Linked DNA regions of Ovis aries: region 2 is linked to region 1. The links are chromatin contacts, called in public Hi-C maps. All regions are on one chromosome and are shown on one strand. The core of a region is the stretch at or near the end of the contact, and the rest is flanking DNA. Distances in the headings are between cores, read along the strand shown.

What was found. A called contact is a pair of places that touch in the nucleus more often than the background predicts.
Region 2: a Hi-C map of hypothalamus shows a contact between it and region 1, with 4 times the contacts expected there. The contact joins the promoter of ARL3 here to the promoter of SUFU in region 1. A contact is called at or near these places in 2 of 16 Hi-C or Micro-C datasets (hypothalamus and skin fibroblasts).

Annotation. Positions count from the first base shown.
Region 1 is chr22:22,878,031-22,883,320 of ARS-UI_Ramb_v3.0, forward strand. SUFU (SUFU negative regulator of hedgehog signaling) reads left to right here and starts at 2,312. Exons shown (of 12, transcript XM_015103389.3): 1 at 2,312-2,681. The coding sequence starts at 2,500.
Region 2 is chr22:23,057,810-23,063,099 of ARS-UI_Ramb_v3.0, forward strand. ARL3 (ADP ribosylation factor like GTPase 3) reads right to left here and starts at 2,021. Exons shown (of 6, transcript NM_001162553.2): 1 at 2,000-2,021. The coding sequence starts at 2,002. It overlaps SFXN2 (sideroflexin 2), which reads left to right and starts at 2,349. Exons shown (of 13, transcript XM_042238855.2): 1 at 2,349-2,418.

The sequences.
Region 1 (5,290 bases), core at 1,062-3,561:
AGAGTGAAAAAGTTGGCTTAAAGCTCAACATTCAGAAAACGAAGATCATGGCATCCAGTCCCATCACTTCATGGGAAATAGATGGGAAACAGTGGAAACAGTGTCAGACTTTATTTTGGGGGGCTCCCAAATCACTGCAGATGGTGATTGCAGCCATGAAATTAAAAGATGCTTCTTCCTTGGAAGGAAAGTTATGACCAACCTAGATAGTATATTCAAAAGCAGAGAGATTACTTTGCCAACAAAGGTCCATCTAGTCAAGGCTATGGTTTTTCCAGTGGTCATGTATGGATGTGAGAGTTGGACTGTGAAGAAAGCTGAGCGCCGAAGAATTGATGCTTTTGAACTGTGGTGTTGGAGAAGACTCTTGAGAGCCCCTTGGACTGCAAGGAGATCCAACCTGTCCATCCTAAAGGAGATCAGTCCTGGGTGTTCATTGTAGGACTGATTTTGAAGCTGAAGCTCCAATAATATTTTGGCCACCTGATGCTAAGGGCTGACTCATTTGAAAAGACCCTGATGCTGGGAGGGATTGAGGGCAGGAGACGGGGACAACAGAGGATGAGATCATTGGATGGCATCACCAACTCACTGGACATGGGTTTGGGTGGAATCCAGGGGTTGGTGATGGACAGGGAGGCCTGGCGTGCTGCGGTTCATGGGGTCATAAAGAGTGGGACACGACTGAGTGGCTGAACTGAACTGAACTCAACCACCTTCTTAGTCTAATAAAAGGAAATTTTAGTATACATACAGCTGAGGAACATATTCCTAGAACAAAGGAAAGTATATTGCATAAGGCTTGCTTTTTTTGAAAAAAAAAAAAAAAAGGTATATTTTTGTTCAGTTCAGTTCAGCTCAGTCGTGTCCGACTCTTTGCGACCCCATGGATTGCAGCACGCCAGGCTTCCCTGTCCATCAGCAACTCCTGGAGCTTACTCAAACTCATGTCCATTAAGTCAGTGATGCCTCCAAACATCTCATCCTTTGTCGTCCCCTTCTCCTCCCACCTTCAATCTTTCCCAGCATCAGGGTCTTTCCCAATGAGTCAGTTCTTCCCATCAGGTGGCCAAAGTACTGGAAATAATCAACAAAATATTTTTGGTTGATTTTCTCATGTTTTTCCTGGAAAGGTGTAAACCTGGCAACATACTAGTATTGGTCTGAAGACTGACATTTGGAACTACTGGTACAGATGATCTTTTGGTCATTAAAACATCCTTCATCTAATAGCTTCATAACTGTTGTCTCTCTCTGTCTCTCTTTAGTCGCTAAGTCATGTCTGACTCTTTGTGATCCCATGGATTTGTAGCCTGCTAGGATCCTCTGTCCATGGGGTTCTCCAGGCAAGAATACTCGAGTGGGTTGCCATTTTCTTCGCCATAGGATCTTCCCGACCCAGGGATCGAACCCAGGTCTCCTGCACTGCAGGCAGATTTTTACCGACTGAGCTGCGAGGGAAGCCCAGGAACTGCTCTAGTATATCTTTAATTTTCATGGGGAGCTAGAAATCCTAGGGACGGGGGAACCTGGTGGGCTGCCGTCTATGGGGTCGCACAGAGTCGGACACGACTGAAGCAACTTAGCAGCAGTGGCAGCAGCAGAAATGACACTGATGAATGAGAAAATGGAATTGAGAGATTATGTGTTACTGCTTTCTAAGGAGCCCAGTGCATTTTTCTCTAATAAATTATTTCCTCTTTTCCTTCATGTTGTGGGGATCTTTAGTTAATAGCCAGTAGTCAGGACTTTCCGCCAGTAGTCAGGACTTTCCGCCAGTAGTCAGGATTCTCTTCTATCCTTTTCTCTTGAAATTTCAAGATTATTGAGTGGAAGACATTACTATAAGTAAAGTTATTGCAGGCAGGAAAATAATTTCCAACCCGGTGCCTTAGAAACTAAAAAATCCCGTTTTTAATGCTACATGGACGAAGGAAGCAATCCATTGTAGCAATCCATTGTTACATTTATGTTTAAATCCTTCTGAAATAAATAAATTAAATAAATCCTTCTGAGCATCGTATTAGCATAACAGTGACATGCTTTTTGTCGGCGCACTTCCCAAAGCTTTCTTGGGTCCCTAGCACCTCAGAGGATGTCCCAATATCTCTATTTAATCCTGGGCTCCTCCTAACGCTAGGGGGAAGCGAAGAGCCTTGGAACACCCCCACAACTCTGGGAGAGAGAGGGAGGCGGGACCTATTGTCAAGTCACGCCTTCCCTACCTGTGACTGGCACAGACATTGGCCAATGGAACCGGAATAGGGCGCGCCGGCACCCCGCCCCCTGAGCGCCCCGCGGCCCCCGAGGCACCCTCTGGCCGTCTCCACCGCGGCGACGGCCTGGGCGGACAGTGCGCCTTGCGCAGGCGCGGAGCCTAGACCTCGCTGCAGCCCCCATCGCCTCCGGGAGTCGCACCCAAGGAGTTCGCCTGCTGGCGCGTCAGTGCTCTCCCCCTCGTCTGCCCTCCCCGGTCCCCCCAGCACCCTACGCGCCCCGATGGCGGAGTTGCGGCCTAGCGGCGCCCCCGGCCCCACCGCGCCCCCGGCCCCTGGCCCTACTGCCCCTCCGGCCTTCGCGTCGCTCTTCCCCCCAGGACTGCACGCCATCTACGGAGAGTGCCGCCGCCTGTACCCAGACCAGCCGAACCCGCTCCAGGTTACCGCTATCGTCAAGTACTGGTACGTCTTGGGCCGCGCGGAGACCGACAGGGGCGGGCTGAGAAGGGTTAAAGCGCCAGGAGCGAAGTAATTTGCCAGGGAATTGGAGGGGAAAGGAGAGTGGTTAAAGCACTTGGAAGAGGGCTTCCTGCTGTGAGGGAAGAAGTTAAGGCTCAAGTTAGGAATGGGGACAAAGGGGTTAACGAAGCCTGCGGGTAGCGAAGGGTTAGCAAGGGAGGGGAGGATGAAGGGTTAACTGGCATTAGAAGAATGGAGTGAATTGGGGGTGTTGGTAGAAGCTGAGGGGGCGACGGTCGGAGAGAGGGAACTGTAAACGTGGTGAAAGGAGGGGGCGCCTGGAGGGGGTCTAAGTGGGCGCGTGGAAGCCGAAGGGGGGCGGCTGAAGTGAGATGGGGGAGGCGAGGCGGGGCCTGAGGAGCATCTGAGAAGGCTTTGGAGCCGCGCGGCCGGAGGAGCTCCGAGCTCGGAGGGCACGGGACTGCACAGGGTAGGGGCGGGTGTGGGTCTGTGGGTTAGGATGTGAGCGTTGAGCTTGTGAGGGGATGAGGGGGAGGTCTCATTTTGATACCTTCCGGATGAGCTCAGACATTCATATCAGTGCAGTGCTTTTGCGTTTGAAGTTTGATGGAGCAGCTTCTCCCGATCAACTTTCTGCTTACTCTGCACAGTTCTCTTACTCCATGCAGAGCTTCCTCTGGCTCCGCGGCTGCTTTGGTCTAGGTCACTGGCTAGAACAGGGGCAGGCTGGGTCAGGGAGATCCATGGTTTGGCTCAGGATTGAAGGAGGCTGCTGTTAACGACGAAGATCCGGAACTTGGACACGGGAGGATCCTTCAGTGAGATATTAAGAGTAACTTTGTGGGCTGGAGCGCCCAGATGTAGGCAACAGTTCCTCAGGGGAGCTGAGAGTAATCCCTAAGTAACTCTGTTAAGATCAGACCTATGTACACATGGACTGCCCCTGGGGAAGGAATGGTCTTTTCTCGTTTCCCATTCTTTTTGTAACCTGTTTCTTCGTGCCACCTCTGTTATGGGGACTCTTCTTCATGGTCTTGCTGAACTAAAAGTTGACTAAGAAACTAGTTGAATCTGTACAAAACCACTTTCATGCAGGCACTGTATTAGATGAACTCCTTCATTGGCTCCTAAAAGACTGTTCAAGGCAGGCACTTGGGGTGTGACCAAAGGGGAGGTACCCCCGAAGGGGGAATGAGTAGAGTGGATGTCTTTACTGGTTACCTTCCTTTAGGGCTGAGTCTTTTCCCTCCCTGGCAACCACTTACTTCTTCTGGAGATTGCAGGAGCTGGGCTGCCTAGGGCGGAGGCCAGCTCCCTATGTCTGTGGGAGGCTGTGGAGAGGCTGACAGTGTGAAGGGCCTGGGGAGCAACCACCTGCTCCGTGGGGAGAGCGGCAGGAGCAGCCTGCCTCTGTCTGGTAGCCAGAAGGAGGTGTGGCCTGCAGCACAGTTTTCTCTGGCAGGCACGGTGTTCTTTGGTTGAGAGGAGTTTTTGAAGAGGTCTTCTGAGTAAAAAGCAGCTCTTGATAACTTAATCACTCATTTTAAACTTTTTATTTATTTTCATCTACAAATTATGGCAATTTTATTTCATTTTTATCATTTTTTTTACCATTTACTTCTTTTTCTTGACTTATTGCTATCTGGTATAATTTCCTTTCAGTACATAAACTTTTTATTTTAAATTGGTATATAGCCGATTAACAATGTTTGTGATAGTGTCAGGTGAATGGTGAAGGGACTCAGCCTTACATACACATATAGCCATTCTCCTCCGAATTCCTCTCCTCTCCAGACTGCCACATAACATTGAGCAGAGTTCCATGTGCTATACAGTAGGTCTTTGTTGGTTTGTACCACTATATTTAAATATGTACAGTGATGGACTCTATTGGCATACTTCGTGAGAAAAAGGGGACCTGCCTCTGGCATGCTGTTTGTTCAGGCCTTGTTTGAGTATAAGGAGAAATCCCCTCTCAGACTTGGGCCACTGTTATTATGTCACCCAAGTGGACATGAAGGATAGAGTTGTAAAAGGTGTTGAACACGGGCTCCCCTGGCGGTCCAGGGGTTAAGACTCTGTGCTTCCACTGCAAGGGGTATGGGTTCGATTCCTGGTTGGGGGAGTTCCACAAACCATGAGGTGTGGCAAAAAAGAAAAAGATATTGAACACATGCAAAGGACTAAGATTAGTTTGGGAATCTGCTTTTTCCTCCATCTCCCTGTGAACCTTTTTTCCCATGTTGCTGCAAGTTTGTTAACCAAGTCAGGACTTATCTTAAAAGATGGGCCAGCATCTAATGATGAATAAAAACGATTGTATAGCACTTTGTGAAATTAGAAATGCTGCCTGGATACAGAAATAAATGAGAAGAAACAGCCCAGGGACTGGTTCTTTCTAAAATTCAGAAGGGGTTGCATAATTAAGTCCTGAAAGTGGTTCACTGATAAACCTTCACATTTAGGATCCTATAAGCCCTCTTCAGTGTTCATAGCAGGATGACTGACTGAGGCTGCCTCAGTTTGGCTGTGGCCCAGGGTATTGAGATTCTTTTTTCTTGTGACAGAAGGATGACTTTCTTGACTAGCCA
Region 2 (5,290 bases), core at 771-3,270, 180 kb after region 1:
TTAGTCATAGCTGAAGGATTAAGACAATAAATAAACCTGGAACTCCTGAAGAGTTACTATGGGGACCCATGGGTATCAGATATGACATACTTAATCATACCACTGACCCTTTAAATTCCGTGTTCCACTTATCGAGTTCTAAAAATAGCTCATACTTTTGGAGATAGAAAAAAAGTGTATTTTGGAAACCAGATGAAGACTCCTGAATAATCTGCCCTAATTCCTTATTATTTATTGTAGGAAAAAAAATTAAAAAAAGAAAAACAAAATCTGTCTTGATCACTGAATACAACAGTTGTATACAATAGTGTTGTGTACACTGTCAATTTGTTGTATAAAGTGTCAATCTGTACCTGGAAACATAAACAGTGGTTAATTTATTGTGGCTTGTAATTATAAATTAAACAGTCATGAAATTACACAGTCCACTTCACTGATAAACAAACTGGGAAAAGTTAGCCCGCTCTCATGCGTTTCTCCTTTATGATGCCATGCCTTTCTCTGTTGGTTTGGCATGCCTTTTTCATTTCAATTCTAGTTATTTTCTGTGTAAATATTTATGTTTGTACTCATTTGTTGAGAAAAACTTAGCCTTTAAATGGACAGCTCATGTATAAACGATTAATAAAAAGCAAACATTTAAAAATCTGTTTAGCCTGAGGTTAATAAAACTGCAGTGTAGCAAGTGTTGAAATGTGATTGGCAACTTCAGATCCAATAATGCTACTTCTTTAACAATGTGACAATTTTAAATCAATTGAAATAAATTTTTCCTATCAAAATTTACTCACTGGATAATCTAACCAAATGTACATGTGTTTTTTTTTTTCCTTCTGGACATCTAGCTTTTTCTTACTTCATAAATCAATAGAAGTGGTTCAACAGTTCTAAAAGTCAAAAAGGGACTGGAGTTGGGACAGGGAAGGAACTGTAAGCTTGAGTGCTAGCTTTCTGCAGCTGGTAAATTTATCAGCCTGCTCCAAACGCTCCGAAATAAATTGTTTCTCCCACTAGTTTTAAAACCACTCAATTTCATTTTAATACCCTCCAATTAAGTGCAGAGAAATCAACAAGGAACAGTGTCAAGCGTCAAATACGTCACATAATTTACGTATTTGGGAAAGCTTTATTCTGGCCTGACAGAGACAAGGCTAGCCCCAAACTGATGGCCACTCTCCTTTTTTAATCTACTCCAAACTGAGACTAAGGCCTTTGCTTCTGGTGTGGTCATATGCAAAGGAAGGTGGCAACAGGTCCGAAGTAAATACTAAGGATCGGGCAGCAAATCTGTCTCCACCAACACGTATTGAACAGGAGACTGGCTATCACCAACAACCAGACCTTGCAGAACCCTCAGGAAATAAAAAACTCGGGACTGCAGAAGCGCGCCCGCCACTCAGACACCGAGACGGCTTAAAATACACCAGACATCCCTTCCAAGCGGCACCTCTTTGTGTCCGGGGATTTACACCCTTACCCCCCAGAGGCCCTCACACCGCGAGGAACAGGAGAGCTAGGCTACCATCTCCCCTGGTACCGCCAGCGCGACCTCAAAGACAGCAGCGCTGGCCCTTCTCCCCGCTTCTAGCCGGGCACTGGTGAACCCCACTCTCCTGCGGCACTGGGAGGCCGATTCCTTGGGAAGATTTAATCCTGCGTGCAGAAGCTGCTCTCCGCAGCTCCTCGGATCCGCCCTCATCCCAATCCCCAGAGTAATGATGGAGCCCTGGCTCCGTACCGCGACAACCCAGCACCCTTCCAGCCCCTTCCCCTAGTTTCGGACAGGTTGCAAGCTCCGCCTTCCTCCCCAGGCCCAGATTCTCTCCAGGGCCCACACTCGGGACTCCCTGCCGCCCCCCGAAACCAATCCAGGACCCGGACATCAGGCTGAGCGCCAGTCCGTTCCCTCCTGTCTTTAAGCGCAGTGCCCTGCCTTGGGCCAGGGGAAGGGAAGCAGGTGACCGACCAGCTCCGGAGGGACCCAGGCCCTCACACTCACCATCCTCCCGCCGAGTCCCTCCTCCTCCTCCTCCTGCCTCCCCCGTTACCAGGGGCAACTGCGACGGCGCCGCCCCCGACGTCCCCCGTACGCACGGCAGAGGAGCAAAGCAGCAGAACGGGGCGGGGTCCAGCTCCGCTTTCCCCAATGTGCGCAAGCGCGTCAATGTGCCCTCCCACTGCGCAGGCGGGCTGCTGGAGAGGCGGGAGAAGGCGGCGGGCTGCACAGACCTGGGGAATGGTGAAACCTCGCCCACGTGGCTGCCGGGGGCCACCCGGCTTGTGATTGGTCCAGAGGGAGGGCGTGCGGGCGGGGCGAGGGGAGGTTCCCGGGCGGAGGCCAGAAGTGCATCCTGGCTTGGCTGCCAAAGCGGGCTGCTTCTGGAAGCAGCTGTGTCAGTCTGTTTCTCCCGGGTCCAGGTAAGGATCTTGAGAGGACGCCTCCTGCAACATCTACCTGTGCCAGGTTTTATTCCCCAGATCCCAGGAGGGAGTTTGCATTTCTGTCTTGACTCTGCCCAGGCGAGGCTGCGGCGCGGGCTGGGCTTGCACCTGCCAAAGCCACGTGGCAAGAGAAGGAGCTACCTGTGGACCCCTTATGGCCTCCAGTACCTTCGTGTGCCAGGCTGAGGAGCGGGGGCGTCATGGGTTGCTCGCTCGTCTGCACACATCCGTGTTAGAATCCAGGCTGGAGGAGTCCTGGTGGTGGGAGGCTGCCTACCGGAGGGCAAGAAGCTGCCTGAGGACTGGCCGTGAGGGCTGGGATGAGGTGATCGCTTACGGGGGTGAAAGGTGTTTGGAATGGATGGTTTTGCTGAACTAAGTTGGCAGGGTCGGTGCGCCGTCTGCAGCCCTGAAGGAGGCAAAAATGGGCCTCCACTTCTAGACAAGAAAGAATGAGAGAGATTGTGGGTGCTATTTCCCACCCCTTCCCCATGCAGAGAAGAATTACCATATTTGTGCCAGCTCTTAGTCTAGACTCTGGAGACACAGCAGGGGGCTAAATCGGCCCTCATGGAAATCACATCCTTCCTAGTGAGATGGTTTTCATACAAGATTTCACTTCATTCTCACAGCCCTAGAAATTGATTATTTTAAGGGTTAGAGTGGGGACCTGAATCCAGTACTTTCTGACTCTTGAGGAATTATTATTTTTGGCTGCTCCATGCGTGGCATGTGGGGATCTTTGTTTCCCAAGCAGGGATCGAACCTGTGCCCTTGCAGTGGAAGCAGAGTCTTCACCACTGGAATGCCTGGAAAGTCCTTGGGCTTAGCTATTGTTAATAGTTTCCTCCAGGTTTTGGGCTTTGCTGCTTTTAAGACCAGCAGGTTTTCAGCCTAGTTAAGATCGTTGGAATGAAGGCAGATTTTCCCTGAATGGTTCTTAACATTTTATGCATTCAAGTAAAGTTTCCACCTATCTCTAGCCTGCTGGTTCTTCTGTGAAAAAGGCAAAGCAGACTTCTCTTCCAAAATTGCCTGGAGTCTAACATCATGGCTGCCAGGGGGTCATTTGATTGTACATAGGCATATACTACCAGGGCCTGCTGGTTTAATTATTAGTCTCATTCTCCAGGTTGAGCTAGGTAGCCTTGACACCAGCCCTTGACATCTTAGTGGACTTTGTGTTTGAACTGTTTGAGTCTTGGACTGCCTTGATCTTCCTCTGATGGGAGTACTAGCAATGATGTTTTGTTTTTCCCCCTAGTAGGGGATTCAAATAGGAGATCTTGGGTGCTTCCCCTACCCTTGCAAAAGGATACTCTAGAAGAGTTTGGAAAGCCTGTTTCCCAAACTCTGATACTATCTGCTTGAGAAAATCAGCTCTCCCTGGAAGGACGAGCATTGCTTAAGGAGAGGTAGTAGGTTACATAATTTTTTCAATATTTTCCCCTCTTCCCTCCTTTTCTCTTTCTTGAGACAAACACCTTTTAGTGGATAAGAGGACCTGTCTAGGTGACTAAGCCTTGTGACTTTGTGGTCTCTCTCTCTTTTTTTTTTTTTTTTTGGTCCACTCTGCACTGCCCCCTCGGCAGTGAAGGGTGGCGTCCTAACTGCTGGACCGTCAAGGAATTCCTGTCTAAGTCTTATAATCTTGGGAAAATATGGCCCTAGCTGTAATGTTTGGATTATTGGATAAATAGGACTAGATGTGTTTCCTGCTCACATTTGTATCTGCCACAGTGCAGGACCATGTATGCCATAAACGCTCACCATGCTAGCTCAATGCATGGGAACCTCCTCAGCATCAGTTTCTTCATCTGTAAGCTGAGATCTTGGATCCCTAATGTTTTTGAGCTGTGACATTCTCTAATCCTGGAAGGAAAGGGAAGTATTGGTCAGTCACCTGTTTGATTTCCACCTTCCCGCCATTCCCTGTAGGGGAACCCTGGATATCATATCATAGTCATCTTTTTAGGAAGTATTAGATATGGCTTGTATAGGAAGAGGGAATGTAACTGCTGAAAACTCAGCGACCAGTAGGACTCAGTATAGGAAGGATAGACAGTTTGCATCTTCATGAAAGAAAGCCTGTTATTACTTTTGTAAAGAAGGCAGGTTCTGACTTTGACAAAAAAAGACAAGATGTAGGGGACATCCTTGATGCCTGGAGAACCCAAGAATAAGTTGGAATGCATTCCAGGCAGGCAGTAAGTGTTTTTAGAGGGTAGATGAGGACTATAGCGTGCACCTTACAGTCTGTCAGGGGAGGCAGATTTTACACTAATAAACACCAAGAAAGTGACAATTACAAAAGCCCCACGTGCTGCAAACGAGGTCAGGATACTATGGGATTATGTACCCGAAGGGCTTGAGTTTGCCCTGGAGGAATCACAGAACTGTCCCCTTTGGGGGCCAATGGAATGGGAAAAATGTTAAGACATAGAATTTAAATTTTTTTCCTTTTATGTTTTACATAAGACAGGACAGGGATGTTCCTTGGTAATGAAGGCAAAGATTCTTACATGACTTAGCAAATGTTTACCCCTTCATGGTAGAAGTGCTTTCACTGTGAAAGAAAGAGGATTTTCCAGTGTTGGACTGTTCAGTTGAGAGTGGAGAGGGATGGCTGAGAAGTGTGTGTGTTGTGTGTGTGTGTGTTGAAGGGGAGGCATAGCATTGGGACTGTCTCCATCTGGTGCAAGTGTGGGGCTCTATAAGTCAAGGCTTACTGTTTTTCTTTCCTCTAGAATAAAGGGAACTCTTTCCCCCTCCTGGCTTCAGCTGGGACTGGGTGAAATGCCTTTGGTCTTTGGACCAGCCCCCCTGCAGGAGCCACGTCAGCCTGTCC